Linked DNA regions of Mus musculus: all the other regions are linked to region 3. Evidence: chromatin contacts called from public Hi-C and HiChIP or PLAC-seq data. All regions are on one chromosome and are shown on one strand. The core of a region is the stretch at or near the end of the contact, and the rest is flanking DNA. Distances in the headings are between cores, read along the strand shown.

What was found. A called contact is a pair of places that touch in the nucleus more often than the background predicts. HiChIP or PLAC-seq counts read pairs in DNA pulled down with a chosen protein or histone mark.
Region 1: a contact with region 3 is called in a Hi-C map of uterus, with 3 times the contacts expected there. The contact joins the promoter of Emcn here to the enhancer-like site in region 3. A contact is called at or near these places in 10 of 39 promoter capture datasets (the 3T3-L1 cell line, embryonic stem cells, hippocampal neurons and 2 more) and 1 of 484 Hi-C or Micro-C datasets (uterus).
Region 2: a contact with region 3 is called in a FOXA1 HiChIP or PLAC-seq map of pancreatic cancer cells. The contact joins two enhancer-like sites. A contact is called at or near these places in 1 of 39 promoter capture datasets (embryonic stem cells), 1 of 115 datasets of contacts at active chromatin or transcription factors (pancreatic cancer cells) and 2 of 9 other capture datasets (embryonic stem cells and liver).

The regions. Positions count from the first base shown.
Region 1 is chr3:137,339,294-137,342,443 of GRCm38.p6, reverse strand. Emcn (endomucin) reads right to left here and starts at 1,366. Exons shown (of 12, transcript NM_001163522.1): 1 at 1,132-1,366. The coding sequence starts at 1,204.
Region 2 is chr3:138,052,729-138,055,993 of GRCm38.p6, reverse strand. It overlaps Gm5105 (predicted gene 5105), which reads left to right. Exons shown (of 4, transcript NR_037975.1): 2 at 1,564-1,696. Among named protein-coding and RNA genes, the nearest start is that of 1110002E22Rik, 7.9 kb to the left of the region's middle. Within about 2 kb of position 1,868, at least 88 of the 459 cell types and tissues checked have an H3K27ac peak or open chromatin away from gene starts, as enhancers often do. A contact at or near this core is called in pancreatic cancer cells, where this site is marked.
Region 3 is chr3:137,751,114-137,754,429 of GRCm38.p6, reverse strand. No RefSeq gene overlaps it. Among named protein-coding and RNA genes, the nearest start is that of Mir6380, 31 kb to the left of the region's middle. Within about 2 kb of position 1,414, at least 96 of the 459 cell types and tissues checked have an H3K27ac peak or open chromatin away from gene starts, as enhancers often do. A contact at or near this core is called in hippocampal neurons, pancreatic cancer cells and uterus, where this site is marked.

The DNA of each region.
Region 1 (3,150 bases), core at 117-2,616, 410 kb after region 3:
ACCAGTGATTTTTATTATTTTCTACGTTTGATTGTTTTTATAAATTAAAATCTTTTAGGCAGTAAATTTTGGAAAAAGAGACAGGCAAATAAAATTAGAACTGAGTTTTCTGGATTACTTCCCCCCCCCCCCACACACACACACACACACAAACACATACCCTCTCACAGTGCACGCCGCCCGTCCCCTAGAGTCAGAGCAAATCTTTCCCAAATGCTTCTTTGGGTAGCGTGCATTTTAGCTTTCATACTTATTAAATCTGTCTAATACTAGAATCACTCACGTCTTTCTCTCAATAGTACATTTACCACTGTGGGCAAGGAAATCACCTTATTCATTTTTATGTTCTTCTCCTTACCCAGCACAGGACCCTAATAAGCTATTACATTTAACTGTGGTTTATTTCGTATTACTTAAGAATAGTTAGAAATAAAAGTGAACATTGTCTCAACTGCCCATTAACTCAGGGTAACATGCATCTGTTTGTTTGTTTGTTTGTTTGTTTGTTTGTTTTACCTGCATAGGTGGTGGGTTTGGCTTGTTCTGAAAGTTACACAAAATATTATGTAATTATGTTTGTGTGTGCATATATTTCTGTAACAAAAGTAGATACATTTCAATGGCCACTTACCCAGTCCCCTAAGATGCTAGTGTTCGCCTAATGGTGAATCACCATTCACTTCTGCACGGAGTTTTACCTACCAGAGCTGAAAGAGAGCTGTACTGTTGGAGACTTTGGTAGCACTGTTTCCAGTGATGGACTTTCACTCTTACCCCATCCACTATTATTCTGGGCCGATGACGGAAAAGACCATAATTTTGTTTGTTTGTCGTTGTTTTAAACTAGCACATTTTAAGTCAAAATTCTATTTTTAGTCCCTAAAAAGTTAACACATTTCCTGAGACGTTCTCCGAATCCATTTAACACACTTTCAGGCCCTCACACCAGCAAACATTTCCCTTCAGTGGAAACGAACTCTCTACTTGTGGCACTGCCTCCTCCGCCTCTTTCAAACTTAACTCTGTGTACCCTGTTCAGCCAATCAAGCAGCAACTCATCAGAGAAGCCCCCGAGGATCAACTGAGCCTAGCAGCTCACCCACACCATCAGAAAAGATAAGAGGACCGTACCTTTGCCGTCCTCACTGTGGCAGAGACTGTTGGACAAAAGGAAGAAAAGAACAGTCGCTTGAAGCAGCCGCATGGTGCCTACCGATGGTCTCAGTGGCTTCACTGTCCAGGGTAAGGCAGGGAAGGATTCCTCTCAGCCTGGCCAGGCCGTATTAGCAAATGGGAAAGGTGTACTGACTGTGAGCAGACGCTGCCCATTCCTACTTATTTTGGGGATTCTGATAAAGAACTAGAGGAAATACACGCACTCCCTTTGGGAGGTCAGCAGAGAGGAGATTTATTGTTTCAGCCCCTTACAGGAACTTCTTTTTTTTTCCTCTCTCTTCCTTTGGCAGCCACTTGTGTTTTTGTTACTGCATTATTTTACTCTTCTTCAACAAAAAGGTCAGGATGGGATTTGAACAGGAAGAGACCCTTCTTGAGAAAGGGCCAGAGAGCTTTCTAACTTTTGTTTTGAAAGTGCATTTTAGAGAAGCTGTAAAGAGACCTCACCAAGTAGCCCCCCAGGTCGGCTGAAAAGGCTGTGACTTCCCAAGGTCTGGATTTGAGTACAAAATCCACAAGGAATTGCATTTCTTCTCTCTTCTCAACTCATAAGCCAAGTCAGTGAAGACCACCTTCTAGAGGCAAATACAAGTATGAACTGGATCACGTTCTGCTCTTGAGGAAGTAAGCTGGCCTCTTATTACTGCCCAGAGAGGTTTTCAAGACATTTCTTTCTTTCTTTTTAAATATTTTTATTAGATATTTTCTTCATTTACATTTCCACTGCTATTCCAAAAGTCCCCCATACCCCCCCACTCCTCTCCCCCTCCCCCTCCCACTTCTTGGCCCTGGCATTCCCCTGTACTGAGGCATATAAAGTTTGCACGACCAATGGGCCTCTCTTTCCACTGATGGCTGACTAGACCATCTTCTGATTCATATGCAGCTAGAGACACGAGCTCCGGGGGGCACTGGTTAGTTCATATTGTTGTTCCACCTATAGAGTTGCAGTTCCCTTTAGCTCCTTGGATACTTTCTCTAGCTCCTCCATTGGGGGCCCTGTGATCCATCCAATAGCTGACTGTGAGCATCCATTTCTGTGTTTGCTAGGCCCCCGGCATAGCCTCACAAGAGACAGCTATATTAGGGTCCTTTCAGCAAAATCTTGCTAGTGTGTGCAATGGTGTCAATGTTTGGAGGCTGATTATAGGATGGATCCCCGGGTATGGTAGTCTCTAGATGGTCCATCCTTTCGTCTCAGCTCCAAACTTTGTCTCAGTAACTTCTTCCACCACCGGTGTTTTGATCTCAATTCTAAGAAGGGGCAAAGTGTCCACACTTTGGTTTTCGTTCTTCTTGATTTTCATGTGTTTTGCAAATTGTATCTTGTACCTTGGGTATTCTAAGTGTCTGGGCTAATATCCACTTATCAGTGAGTACATATCATGTGAGTTCTTTTGTGATTGTGTTACCTCACTCAGGATGATGCCCTCCATGTCCATCCATTTGCCTAGGAATTTCATAAATTCATTCTTTTTAATAGCTGAGTAGTACTCCATTGTGTAAATGTTAGCCGGCCAGTGATGGCTCATGCTTTAATCCCAGCACTTGGGAGGCAGAGGCAGGTGGATTTCTGAGTTCGAGGCCAGCCTGGTCTACAGAGTAAGACATTTCTAACAGAAGTAAACACAGATTTAAGACAAGCTCCTGCTCACTTCTGGTTCTGAGGCCACCCTTCCCTTTTGTTGCTGCAGACTGAATTCATGTCAGAAAAGTGTACCACCACCAAGTTATATCCCCACCCGATATTCCTGGTTTTTATTAGATTTTTATGAGGCATAAGAAAAAAAATCACTATATTATAGGTATAAGGAATCTGCCTGGGATGGCCTAGGTGGCATCAGCTGTCATAGGGCATTGGTGATGTTCCGAACTGTGTGTTCTGTAGGACCAAACACCAACCAGTAGCCTCTTTGCTCTTAGTGATGACTGCTTTATACAGGATGGTTGCACAGCCCGACCCCTGAACACAGT
Region 2 (3,265 bases), core at 619-3,118, 300 kb before region 3:
AACTTACATTCAAAATTCCTCCATATTTATTCTGAAATGTCCTCTGGAAAGGCAGCCACAATGGCCGCCTCTTCTTCACACAACACTTCTGCTTAGTCACACTCACAAGCTGGCCCTTTCTCCTCTTCCAGGTTATTAGTTAAATAGCACTTTCTCCATGAGGTCCACCGTGACAGATCTGTGTTCAAATCTGCTCCACTCCCAGCTCCACAATTTTCAATGTCCTCTCACTGCTCAGTAGTTTTAAGCAGCAGCTGTTACTTCCCAGTGCACTATTGTTGCTTGCACTCAACTATTATTCTCTGCAACGTGGTTCCCTCTCCGCTCCTCCTGGAGAACTGGCTAGCCCTGGGTAGAGGTTCCAATCTCCTTAACTGACTGCCTTGCCTGCCGGTCCACATCTCCTTGAATGCTGAGCATAGCTTTATAAATGTACTAAGGAATAAGTGATTTGTACATCAAAGCCCTGAGTGATAATGCTGTATGGAAAAGAGACTTCAATGGAGGGCTCGGAGCTGAAGAAGCAGAAAGACAAGTTGGGAGCCTCGTGCTCTATGCTAGGTAAGAGCCAGATGGGATAGGGCCAGTGGGGAGGGTTGACCAGGAGGAAGGAGCCCAGTGCTCCCATTTCTGTTCCAGCCACCTCCATTCATTGTTAGCAATTACTTCTTCCTCACTCCACCCTAGTATGACTCTTAAATCTTACTTATAGCATCTTCTTAAAACCCAGTTTAAACCTTAATACCCACTAGAAACCATAGCTAACTTGTGCCAAATGTTTTGCCACATCTTGTTTTCCTTTACATCATGCCCAGCCTCGTGTCTGAGCATCCCCAACTCAGATCTTTACAGGGTAACACATTGTGAGGCCCTCAAGGCCAGTGAATATATTTTATTGACATTTCCTTTTTGTAATTAAACTGAGATTAATATCTGTTCATGGAAAATAACAAATCACTGACAATTACTTTAGGTCAAGTTCAAGAAATTTCCTTTGGGGAAAAAAAAAAAGGTGTATCTACCAGGGCTGTGGTAGTGCATACTTTTAATCCCAGCAGTCAGGGGCAGAGACAGGCAGATCTCTGAGTTTGAGAGTAGCCTACTACAGAGTGAGTTCCAGGACAGCCAAGGCTATATAGAGAAACTCAGTCTTGAACACCCATCCCATGGGAAAAAAAAAAAGAAATTAAAGAAAGAAAGAAAGAAAGAAAGAAAGAAAGAAAGAAAGAAAGAGAGGGAGAGAGAGAGGGAGAGAGAGAGGGAGAGAGAGAGGAAGAAAGAAAGGAAATGAAGAGAATGAAACAATGGGTATCTTTTTGTCTTAAATGGTCTTAATTTAATCATATGGCAATATCAGCTGCTGAAAAACTCATTCTTGAGCAAGCCAGACAGTTTTTAAATTAAAAAGAAAAAATTTTTTGAAGTACATGTGAAGAAATACCATTTCTGCAATTGTAAAGATTTCATATACATAAAAATCTAAGCATAAAAGCTATTGTGGCTTTTTAAAAACCAGATAAAGATTCAGGATTCCAGGCTGTCACCAATGTCCTGTGTCTCCAGCCTTGAAGATTCGTTCACAGTCTTCACCTCTAGAGAAGATTCAACCAGTTGTACCACAAGTTTGAAGCCCTGGGAAGCTGGCCAGAACTGCCCAAGAATGTCCCCCTTTGTCTCTTCCAGCCTGGATCTGTGGGTGAGTCTGCTCTGCAAACTTGAGTCTTCCATGCAAACTTTCTGACCAGCAAGGCTCTGCTTGGTCTCAGGAATCGACCCTGGAGGTGATTCCCCCGCAGGGGCCTCAGCATTCTCTCTCCTCTGCAGGGCCCTGTTAGGGAGGATCAGATGGCTCTTGGCTGACTCACAGAGCCAGGCTCCATTAGACTTGCCTCTTCTAAATTTAGAGCACTTCAGTAAACAGCACTGTGAATCTGCTGTGTGCTTGCTGGGAAGGGCATGACCACGTCCTCCCAAATCTCACACACGTATTTATAGCCTCTGGGCCTTCTTATCAAATTGTCATCAGCTTCACGTTTTACCTTAAACTTCAACCTTCAATCAGGTTGCGTTCGGTGTGGTCAATAAGTTAATTGGAGGCAAAAGACCCCTGACTCAGAGAAGGATGAATAAAAAAATAATAATAATAATAACATTGAACTGACAATTCAGTCAGGACCCTGACCGTGTCGGGCAAAGTCTGCCAGGCATCTGAGACTGATGTCCCATTGGTTGTCATGTGACACCATCACCCATCAAAGACCTAGTCAAACAAGCAGAGACAGTGTGCTGCCTGCCCAGATTCACCTGAATAGTGTCTGCAGAGCAATGATAAAGAGACAGACCCGATTTTATTGTTTGAAAAGACCCTGGTGATGAAGATGCTGTCTTTATTTTTTTTGGTTTCAGGCTCCCCTCTGGTCCAACAGAAACAGCATCTTCCTTCTCATAGCCAGTGCCTGATCTTCCAGTTTCTCTCCCCCTAAAAAACAAAGATCAGGATAGAAAGCACCGTAGGTGTGCAAAACCCAGCCTGGGTTCAGAATGGAAACCTGTGGGAATCTCGGGGTTGGTGGGGGGGGGGGGGAGGATGTGCTAAGCAGCCCCCAGTAGGTACCACCTGTGCTTTGTGGCTCCTGGTCTGAAATCTAACCCTTCTCCCCCACCGTGGGGTCTGCTGTGACTGAGGAGGATGCACAGGGCTCCATGGCATCCTATCTCCCTCCTCTACTACTTTCAAAATCTGTTAGGTTTGGAGCTTATTTGCCTACTTGCAGCCAAATCCTATTTTATTAGTTTAACATATCAATCAAGCAGATTTATAGTGGCAACTTAATAAAGAGAACCTCTCAGTCTGAAAGCAAGCCGGTCGTCGCGATGGAACGTTATTTAAACATGGAAGAACTGATAAAGCGCAGGACAAAGAGGCAAAGATGAGTGGAAATTCAGCCAGGCTTTGTATTTTGCCCTCTCTCATTTTCTCCTTTGGTCACTACCAGCAGTCTGTGTGTCCTTGGTAAGTTCCATCAGCCCTTCTTTGAAACTGGTAGAGAAATAAGATTCTGTGCATTTACAAATGAGCAGTACGATTGTAGGGGGAAACCTCCCCTGCCGTTTGCTTTAGCTTACAACATATAGATTATGTTTCTTCTTTACAAGAGGAACATGGTAGATCCTCTTGTTAGTTGTGCAAAGTGAAGCTTTTACAAATGGGCATCACCTTGTGGGGAGAACCTGAAGGTCTCATTTAATGTCACCAGTATCGATT
Region 3 (3,316 bases), core at 165-2,664:
ATCATATCAACAGAAGGCAAACCAGTGCAGGAGGCTGCCTATAACTGGTTGAAGGATGGGGCTGTTGATGATGGACTGAACTCCCTGCTTTCTGTGACAAAACATATACACCTGTTATGTGTGGTGGCTTAGGTATGAATGCACAGAACTCAGAAGGCAGATGCAGGACAACCAGGAGTTCAAGGCCAGACTGGGCTTCAGGGAACCAATATGTTTCAAAATAAATAAGTGAACAAATAAATACTCGTTCAGTTTGTTGATGTGGTGGTTTGTAACAGGAGCTCAGAGTTCAGAGATAGCTAATGGCTTCCTGTTTCCTTAATCAAACATTACCAAGTTACATTTCTGGTGTGTGTGTATGTGTAACTGTGTGTTTATGCATGTGTGTATGTGTGTGTATATGTTTGTGTGTATGTGTGTAACTGTGTGTTTATGCATGTTTGTATGTGTGTGTATATGTTTGTGTGTGTATGTGTAACTGTGTGTTTATGCATGTGTGTATGTGTGTGTATATGTTTGTGTGTGTCTGTGTGTGTCTGTGTGTGTGATGTGTATGACTGTGTGTCTATGTATGTGTGTGTGTACACGTGTGTGTATGTTTCTGGTTGTGTTGGGATGTGAGTGAATGTTGTCTCCTGTGAACCACAGTGCTTCATTGGCAGGTGGAGGTCTGCAGAACGCGTCTTCTTCCTCTCACCTGCTGAAGTAAGGCAGCGTGTACAAAATATTTCTCCTCTCCAGATCTGCCTGCTGTCGAGTCAGAATCATTTATTATTTATTCCTCAGCACGATAGAGCTTAACTGCTTATTTTCGGCATGATTCGTGAAATAGACACAGGAAGTAGAAAGGCGGGAGCTGTAACTGCCTCCTGTTTGTTGTTTTGTTGTTGAGCAAGGCTGTTGGAGACTCTGGTCCACGCCTTGTCTTAAGTCTGTGGAGTGGATCTAACACAGGGCCTCATTTGCAGTGTCAGCCAGGCTGTCGCCATGAGAAGCTGGCTCACGGAGGGCAGTCTAAATCTCTCTCCTCTGCTGCAGTCTGCTTTCTTTGTGAAGACTGCTAAGAACATTCCAGAACTCTCTCCAAATATTGAAGTCCTTATCACTTCCTAAACTGGATGTTTGTTCAGGTCTGCCACAAAGCAGTACCAGTACTCTCTCATCAGCAGCTTTCTGTGACCGTGACCGTGCTGGGAAACTCTCCATACCCTGGGAAGAGAAGGAGGACAAGTATGGAAGTCCCATTAGTTATCTATTCGGAGGCTCCTGGCTTTGTTTTCTTAAAGGAAACAACTCGACTGAGTACCACGAGAGGGCGCCAGTGGGCTATGTTAGCGCTGGCGAGGCACTGCACTCCGGCATCCTCCCCACTCCCATTCCTTCCCACACTGCGGGGGGCAAAAACAACCCGGGGGCGCTGACGTCAGCTAGCCGGAGGCGCCTGCCTCTGTACCCATAGGTATAGTTAATCCCCCAGGAGTGAGGCCGGTGCTTTCTCTGGCAGCCCAATTTTCAGCTTAAATCATTGCCCTAATCTTATTTTAATGTGCATTGGGGCCCTGGCGGCTAGAGTGGGTGGCAGGGGAACAGCATTTAACATCCTTTGGAGTTTGGATTGTGCCGGACACTTCTTAAGCACTTGGGTGGGACAGAGAGACTTAATCTTGCAGCTGCAATCGACCTCAGTAGCCTTTGCCTTATTTGGCAAATTTAATTGGCAACGTTAATTTTGGGGGTTGGGGCTGGGGTAGAAGAGAAGGAAAGGAACACATGTGAAATACTAATATGCGCTGTATGCTTCACAGCGACTGTACGAAGTTGTTAAAAATGCTCAGTTTAGCAGAGACATTGAGAGAGATCAGAGCCTTCAGTCAGACAGCTTGCAATTGGCCCGTGGAGCCCTCCATTGGCCAGTCCCAGAACCACAGTCTGGGATCTGCTACCTGTGCGGCTTGCCTCTCTCTTGGGAGGCAGAGGCAGGCCAATTTCTGAGTTCTAGGTCAGCCTGGTCTACAGAGTGAGTTCCAGGACAGCCAGGGCTATAAGGAAAAACCCTGTCTCGAAAAACCAAAACCAACCAACCAAAACAAAAAACACACCCCCCAAACAAACAAACAAACAAAAACATCCCATCATCAACAACAACAAATCAAAACCAAAACAAAAAAAAAAGTTTTACAGGAAACTTGGCAAGAATGGAACAAAACCCACATTCCAAGGGGAACTAGCCCTTTTCAGGACAGTAGAATAAAGTCTAAATTTAACCACTCAGATGTGAGTTAACCAGCAGTTGTCTACAATGTATCTTGCCTGACTCAGAGGGTCCAATGTGCTTACAACAAAGTAGCAGAAAAGCACTGGCTAGCCGAAGGGCGGGCGTTGTTTGATTGGTGTGACATCCACCGGCTGTATTTACATCAAGTAAATGAAGAGAAGAGAGCAGTTTATCTGATGACATGGCTCGTCATCACATTGCAGGCACCAAAAAGGGGTATAGTGACCCGGGACATGGGGTGTGAGGGGAGTGACACAGTGCCCAGGGCAGTGTCTATAAATGGTGAGTCAGAATTCAATGATGCTTTCAGAACGGCGATGGGCCCACTGCCTGCATCCCAGACTTCTTCAGCTTAAGCCCACATCCCAGATAAGTAAATGAAGTCCGTGCACTAAAAGCATAAACCAAGAAATCAAACTGTAGGCACTTCACAGACCAAAGCACCTCATGAAGGTGCCATGACTCCGAAGTCGGACAGAGAGCCATTAATGTCCTATGGGGCATTAATACATGTTTTTTTTTCCTTCAGGCTTTCTTTTGCTGTTTTGACAGGAGCTGCTTCACCTTCAGGGATTTTTGTTTCATTCTTGAAAAGCTTCATGTAAAACTATGAATAGTCCATTTGGTCAGAGTCCTCAAAGTCAAACTAGAAAGTGAGGCGCAGTGCAGCGAGCCGAGCCCAGTGAGGACCGAGTTAGAACCAGAAGGACCGGTGGTCAAATCCCATGCTCTGTAGTTTTTAGTCACTTGCCTGTGAGTGAAATCTTCACAGTGGTGATGGTTCAGCTTCTTTGTCAACTTGACTGGGTTTAGAATCACACCCTTGGGTGTGTCTGTGAGGGTGTTTCCAGAAATGTTTAAGTGAGATGGGAAGGACTACCCTGAGTATGTCCAGCTCTCCCATAGGCTGGGATCTGATTGAACACAAAGGAGAAATTGGAGCCTGGGTGTGTGTGTGTGTGTGTGTGTGTGTGTGTCGGGGATGAGAGAGGGCACAGCAGTTAAGAGCACTTACTGCTCTTGCAGACGGTCAGACTTTGC